Linked DNA regions of Anser cygnoides: region 1 is linked to region 2. The links are chromatin contacts, called in public Hi-C maps. All regions are on one chromosome and are shown on one strand. The core of a region is the stretch at or near the end of the contact, and the rest is flanking DNA. Distances in the headings are between cores, read along the strand shown. Region 1 overlaps LOC106031380 (a long non-coding RNA gene). Region 2 holds the start of TBX3 (T-box transcription factor 3).

What was found. A called contact is a pair of places that touch in the nucleus more often than the background predicts.
Region 1: a Hi-C map of liver shows a contact between it and region 2, with 10 times the contacts expected there. The contact joins the enhancer-like site here to the promoter of TBX3 in region 2. A contact is called at or near these places in 2 of 7 Hi-C or Micro-C datasets (both in liver).

The regions. Positions count from the first base shown.
Region 1 is chr17:12,690,471-12,693,890 of Taihu_goose_T2T_genome, forward strand. The region is part of intron 14 of LOC106031380 (a long non-coding RNA gene); the gene reads right to left. Among named protein-coding and RNA genes, the nearest start is that of TBX3, 51 kb to the left of the region's middle. Within about 2 kb of position 1,356, at least 1 of the 3 cell types and tissues checked has open chromatin away from gene starts, as enhancers often do. A contact at or near this core is called in liver, where this site is marked.
Region 2 is chr17:12,639,663-12,643,211 of Taihu_goose_T2T_genome, forward strand. It overlaps TBX3 (T-box transcription factor 3), which reads right to left and starts at 1,376. Exons shown (of 8, transcript XM_066978725.1): 1 at 960-1,376; 2 at 1-348. The coding sequence starts at 298.

The DNA.
Region 1 (3,420 bases), core at 106-2,605, 51 kb after region 2:
AGCCCCCAGGGCTTTCTGCCTCTATTCTCAGCCCTAAATCCCGGCTCGGAAAGCTTTTCTCACAATATTTTCCATGTTCAGTGTGTAGAAGGGTATAAATATGTAGCACAGAGAGCAGCGATGGCTACAAGAATCCTCAAGGCTGTTTGGTTGAAAAGCCGGGAGGCTTCCCACCTCCCCCAGGTCTGATTTGCTCAGGCCAGTTGACTGCAAGCACCTAAACAAACCTCACAGCCCACGCCATGAAGACATTTACATCTGCTAAGAACAGCCCCCCCAGCTCACCGGGGGTGTCTGCATCTCAGGGGGATCAAACATCTGATTTACTCCTGCTCCGAACCCACAAGCGAGGAGAGATCTTCTCGATCCGCCACCACACCTCGAGCCAAGATCCTCAGCTGGAGTCACTGCCCGATATTGGTTCCTATCAGCGGAGCTTTGCAGCTTTAGTCTAAGCTGAGAATCTGGCCACTTCTGACTTAACTAGTTTTCTGAAATGCATCCAACAGGAAATCCTAAATCAAAAACACTCCGCATTTTGAGAAGATTCCTCTCCCTTGGATCCAAACCCAACTAAAAGTTTTGCAACTTTTTCCATTTTAGGAATGAGAGTCTTTCTTCTCATATCTTCCTCTCCTCCCAAACAAATAATCAAGTACACAGGAGCCCAAAATATTTTTCCCCTCTGTTCCCTTTATCCAGCGAGCTGACAGCGAAGTCAACGTGTTCCAAACTGGCCAGCTGTGTGCTGACCAGCTGACATTGGAGGCCACTGCTGGGACAGCCAAACGGGCAAGCCTCCAGCTGCAAACAAATGAGGCAACACCTTCAGAGAAGGGATCGAACTCGTGGAAATGGCCCCGATTCAATTTGGAGCTTCCCTGCTGCTTTTCCAGTGACAGCTGCTGGTGAAGGCCAGATTCTCAGCAGGAATAAACTGGCCACGCTGCTTCAGCTTCGCTGGGACCGTGCCTATTTACACCAACTGAGAACACGGCACAACCCCATTAATGTTTGCTCTGCCGTCTCCCTCTTATCATCCTTCAAGTAGAAATAGATGTGTTATATGAGAGACGAGAGAGGGAACAACCACCAAAAGCTGTCTTGTCCAGAAATGGTTTCCTGGAACGTAAGCCCCCTTTTTTTTTTTTTTCCTGAAAGGAGATAAAGTTGTTCATTGTTTGTCTTGGCTGCCTATAAACTCATGCTGCTGAGAGCAGCCTTTGATCACAGGGCTATTGGGAGGCTGACCCTTGACAGCCCATCCACTCCCTGCTCTTTCAGCCTCACCAGCCCAGGCCTGATTTCCTTTTTCATAAAACGCCACGAAAAAAATTATCCACACATTATCCAACAGCCCTCGCAGCGGTTTAAGGATCCCAATATAACGAGCTCACAGGCAACTTTGCAGTCAGGCTTCAGCTTCCCCAAGGTCTTCTGCGATGGGGACGGGGAGGAAGGCAGTCTGGGATCTCGGGTGTCCTGCCATGAGCAGCCGCAACCCCATCCAAGCCTGTGGTGCATCAAACGTGCACCGGAGCGTGTCTAGCAAACATGCTCTTTATAAGACAAATCACAGCCCTGCCAAACACGGCTACAAGCCTGAGTTTATTTTGCGTCCTCCTTTCCCACCGAAAAGCTTTTGGACATTTGTGTAGGATTCGTGCGCTCCTGTGATCTGGTCAGAGCTCCCAGCCCTAGCTGGCTCGCCGCACAACCAGAACAGTTTTACAGCAGGCTCTGCCCGACCACAGAGGCTAGAGGCACAAAGCACATTCTCCTCTGACACCTAGCAGGGATTTTTTCTATGTAAGGCAATCCATGTGACGTGACTCACTGGTCCCACGCTTCATGGAAGTAGCGGGCTTAGTTCATTTGTGCATTCCCAGGCAAGGACAACCATATTCCCAAAGCACTGGATTTACAAAGCTTGTGTAAACGATCTGAAGTGTGAGCACGGTCAGGTTGATGCTTCCCAGCTATCCTGCACAGAGGTGCGAAGGCTCAGGTCCTGCCTTCCTCCCCAGCACATCTGCTTAAGACATGCAAGAGCAGAGCAGTGTACCCATGGGACATGGGGTAGTAAGCAGGGATTTTTAAGAAATTAGCAGCACGCATCTCTAACAACTTTTTTTCTACCAGCGTGGACAAGAGGGTTTTGAAACCTGGGGTGATAGAACTGGCACTACCTGGATGTATTAGACATCCCCTTCTTAAAAATCCAGAGGACTCAGAGAATATCCCTATTGCCTCAGGGTCCCTCCTACTTCTGATCTGGGAGAAGAGCTTCCATGTTTTTTTTTCTCTCGAATTCCTATATCACATTTGAGCTATTAGCATCTCCAGCCCCAAATCAGTGCCACCCACATGTGCAGCAGCATTACCATGTTGGCTTAAAAATAAAATAAAATAAAAAATTCCTCTAGTATAGAAATATGTGACTGCCAAGCTACTGTTTAGACCAGACTCAGAAACAAGTCATATTCGTCTTGCACTCAAGTTGTCTGATATGTTAGCTATGAAAATTATCAAACAAAGCCAATGTTCAGACTAACATATTGCTTTTGCATCTGGCCACATACTTTAAAGTTAAGCTCCAGTTGGTTGTGGTCTGACCAGATGTGACTGTCAAAAAAAGGCTAATTATTCCCAATTCACAAATAACAGTACCAGGGCAGAGGAGGGAACTACGCGACTGGTCTGTAGCTTCTCAGAAAACTTGTAGCAAGGCCAGGGAGAGAATCTAGTTCAGCTGTAGCCACAATGTTTTCCCTTCTGCTCCAAATCACCTATAAAACCTGGAAAGACAGGGGTAGGTCCCCATTTTGGTTAAGATAAAACCATCACTGAGGAGTAGGGGGGAACACGGTTAAACTCACGTGAGCAACTCTGCTGCTGTTTGAGCAACCTGCCCACAGGAAAACATCGGATGGGCTCACGTGTTCACAAACCCAGCTCCAGTGATCACAGTCATGTATTTTTCCCACATACACCAAAAATTCTTCCCAGCCCACCTAAGACAACTGTAAAAGCCACAAAACCTCCAAAAAACTGTAGCAGAACTCTAAACATATCAGTGTCCTAAAGTAGATGCACATTACATAAAAATGTCCAGAGCGATGAAATACAAATGTAAAACCCTTTCCAGCTCTCCCTTTGCCCCCAAACCCAACATTTTTTCCTCTATTCCAGGTTACCTACCCAAACCCCACAGCCTGAGAAGACTGAGAACTATCCATGGGTTAAGCATACTGTGTGAATCATTTGGATGTCACAGCCTCATTGCCACCTCCTGGACATCAAAATTAAGGTTTGCAATCCTGAATTTTGTCACTCTTTAGCATTGGGTGCACAGTTAAGAGCGAGACACACCCAAAATCCAGCAAAATAAACACACATGAAGGGTCTGGCTGTGGGGAC
Region 2 (3,549 bases), core at 126-2,625:
CTTCTTCTGGCTCCAAAGTTTTTAAAGGCCTCAGATGGGCTGCTGCCTGGTGGCCCAGGGAAGAAAAGGGGATCCCAGTCTCTGCGGCCCCCACTAACTGATCCATGATGGGTTTAGCCAGAGCCCCCGGCAGGGAGAGGGCGGCCGCCCCGTTGGGAGGCAAAGCCAGAGCGGGGAAGAAGGGAGGCTGATGTCCCAGCACAGCGCTCATGGCAAAGTCCGGTGCCCGGTGAGGTAAAAAAGGATGATAAGCCATGCTTGTCCCAGGGATTACTGGATCTCTCATCGGTATATTCATCCACTCCACTCCTCGGTCTTCCTACTGCTGGAGTAGTCCTGGAGTGGGTTCTAACAGCACATCATGAAGAAGAAAAATTAAGATAATAACAATAACAGCGATAAAGCACCAAAAAAATAAAAATAAAAAAAAATAGGGTGGGGGAAACAAGCTCTAGACAGCACAGTACATGGGGAGAGGCAGAACTTCTACAGCCTACAACTTCCCGAGCCGGGGCACATCCCCAGCCCTCGGGACAGCGGATTAACAGGATTGTTCATTATTAGTCGTGCTCTTTTTTTGTTCTGTCTCTGCGAGTTTTTTTGTTTTGTTTTGTTTTTTGTTTTGTTTTTTTTTCCTGAGTGGAAGTCCTTGCGCTCGAAAAGAAACGCCGAAGAAGGGGAAAAAAAAAATCCACCGGGCTCGCAGGCTGCTCCCGTTGCCGCAGAAGGGCTGGACAAGCCGAGATCCTTTTTTTTCTTCTTCTTCTTTTTTCTCGTGCTCTCAGTCCCCCCTCTCTTCTTTCGTTGCGGAGGGTGACGGCTCCAAGCTGGCTTTTCTTTTTGGGTGGCTGGCTTTGCCCCCCCCCTCCCCCCCACCCCTCCACCTTTCCTCCGTACGGTCAGGCTGCAGAGCAGAGGCTGGCAAGGGAGGGAGAGCAGAAAGAAGCAAACAAACCCACCCCCCCTCGGCGACCGAGGACGGCTCCTCGGCAACCTTCAGGCAGCGGCAGCAGCAAAAACTTGGAGGAAAATCTCGTTTCCGCCTCGCCTTCCCCCCTCTCCGAGCAGGAGCTGGTCAGAGTGCCCTGATTTCCATCAGGATCTCTTCTTTCTTTCACCCTCCTCCGCCTTTTTTTTTTTTCCCTTTCTCTTTAAAAAAAAAAAAAAATCGGGAAGAATTATACTCTTGTCTCCGCTCCAGCAAAGGAGAGAGGGAGAAAGAGAGAGGGAAAGAGAGAGAAAGAAGGAGAAAGGAGGGGGGGAGAAAGAGAGAAAGAGAAAGGGGGGGAGAGAGAGAGAGAGAGGGAGAGAGAGAGAAGGAGCCTCTCAGCTCTGAGAATTCCCTGTGAGTCTGTGCTCTGCGTGCACCAGATTGTATGGATGTGTTGTGGGTTACAAGGGAGCTGGAGCCTCCTTGATTGGCTCTTTGACGCTTTCGGACCAATTGTGTGGCTCCATAGGCGTGGTTTTGACAGGTCGAGTGGAAGGGGGACAGAGCCGAGTTATAAAAAGAAGGTGTCGGAAACTGTAACGCTGCAGCAAAGCATCACTAGTACTCCGTGCCGTGTGAATATGTCAACATGAGCACGGAGGGGAGGGGAGCAGGCGAGCCGGGAGCCGCCTCTAGGGGGGGTGCTCGGGGCCGCCTCGCCCCCCCCCCCCGCCCCCCCCCCCGGCCGGCCCCGGCGCGCTGGGCACCGCCGCTCGGCGGCCCCCCCGGTAGGAGCTTCCACCGCTGCGGCGAGCGGGAGGAAAAGGGAGAGGAGGGGTGGGGGGCACATCGGGGAAGGGGGGGGGGGGGGTCCGGCCTCGGGTGCCCCCACCGCAGCTCTGCCAGCACCCGTGGAGAGAGGATTTGGGGGGGGGGGGGATTGAAGGGAACGTGTCCGCACCCCTCGTGCCCTCCCGCCGCCGCTCAGCGGTGCCCCCCCGAAATAAATAATTGGAAAAAAGTTGCTTTTTTTTTTTCTGACACGGAAAGCACCCCCGGGGCTGGGCTCGGGCACTTCGCTCTCCCCAAAGCCCGCTGTTGTTGTCGTGGGCGGCTGCAGCCGGGCAGGGGCCGCTCGGCTCCGCTCAGCCCCGGCTCCGCTGCCCGTAAAGGCTGCGGGGTGGGGGGGTAAAAAGAAAACCACGAGTTTTTTATTTTTAATTTTATTTTTTAATTATTTTTTTCCCTTTCCGTGGCGGTGGGGAGGAGTGCGGCAGCTCGGCTGCCACCGGCGCCGAGAGGGTTACGCTCCCACACCCCTCCTCTTCCATGAGGTGTGCGGGGAGGAGACGGGAAGTGCGGCTTTCCCTGCGCCCGGCCCGACGGGGGGGGGCCCGGCCCCGGCCCCCTCCTGGCCCCGGCCCGCTGGGAGCCGCTTCCCTGCGGGAAAACCATCACGCGTGGGTCCCCGCCCGGCCCCACGGAGAGGGAAGCTCCGGGCCAGGATGCGCCTGGGAAGTTTTTTTTTTTTTTTGAGACATGTTCCTGGGGGGGGGTGACAGCGCAGGGCAGCGAGATGGGGGTTGTGAGTGTCAGATTGTGCCCCCCCCCCTTCCTATCCACACCCCCCCCCCCCAGAAAGCTGCTGCGTGTCCGTGGGTGCGCGTTTGCGGCGTGGGTGTGCGCGTGGGGGAGGGGGGGGTCCGTGGCGCAGGGGGCGCGCAGGGCACGCGTGGGTCGGACGGGATGTCCCAGCACCGAAACACCCCCCCAGCCGGGGATGGGGGGGGGGGGGGCCCTGGGGGCTCCCCCCTTCTTTCTTTAACGAGGGGCAGAGAATCCTCCGGGAGGGGAGCGGCGGAGCGGGGCCGCGGGGGCTCGGCGCTGACGGCGCGCAGATGGGAGCGGAACCTCTAAAGTGATTAGCTCTTCTAGCATTGCATTTTTGACGCACATGGCTAAGAGCGCTTGGCGCCAGCTTGGTGAAGTCCCTGTAGTAACCAGCGTCTAGGATCGCTTTGCATTCACCAAAATATCTCCCCTTTGGTCGGGGGTGGGGGTGGATGGAGAAAAGAGGAGGAGGGAGGAAAGGAAGCGGGAGTAATGCATTCAAAGAAAACGGGGGGGGGGGGGAAAAAAAAAAAAAGACAAGGGCGGGGGGGTGGGACTGATGTGTTTCAAGAAACCAGGAGCCTGGCTGCCCGCGCAGCGCTCGGCGAGCTCTCATCGAAGGGACCGAGCTCCTCCAGCCCCCCTTGCTCCCAACCGAGACTCCGGCTCCTGCCTCCAGCCGTTACACCTTCCCCGTAACGGAGCCCACAGCGAAGGCCGGGCGGCTCGGAGAACATCGCGGCGATTCTCCCCAGCCGGGCCTTCGGGCCGTCGCGGGGAGCAGGAGGGTCTCCCCGTCTCTGGCAGGAGAAGCGCAGCCGCTGCCAGCACCGCCTCGCCCCGCGCCCTGCGCCCGCCGGCCCGGTGCGCACCCCCGGGGCCGCGGCGGAGGCCGGAGCCGTCGCTGCCCTCCGTGCTCGCCCCGCACCTTGCGCCGCTTGCTCCGCACCCACCCGCGCGGCGGCCTCGGAGGGAAAAAAAAATAAATAAATAAAATTGTTTGCCGC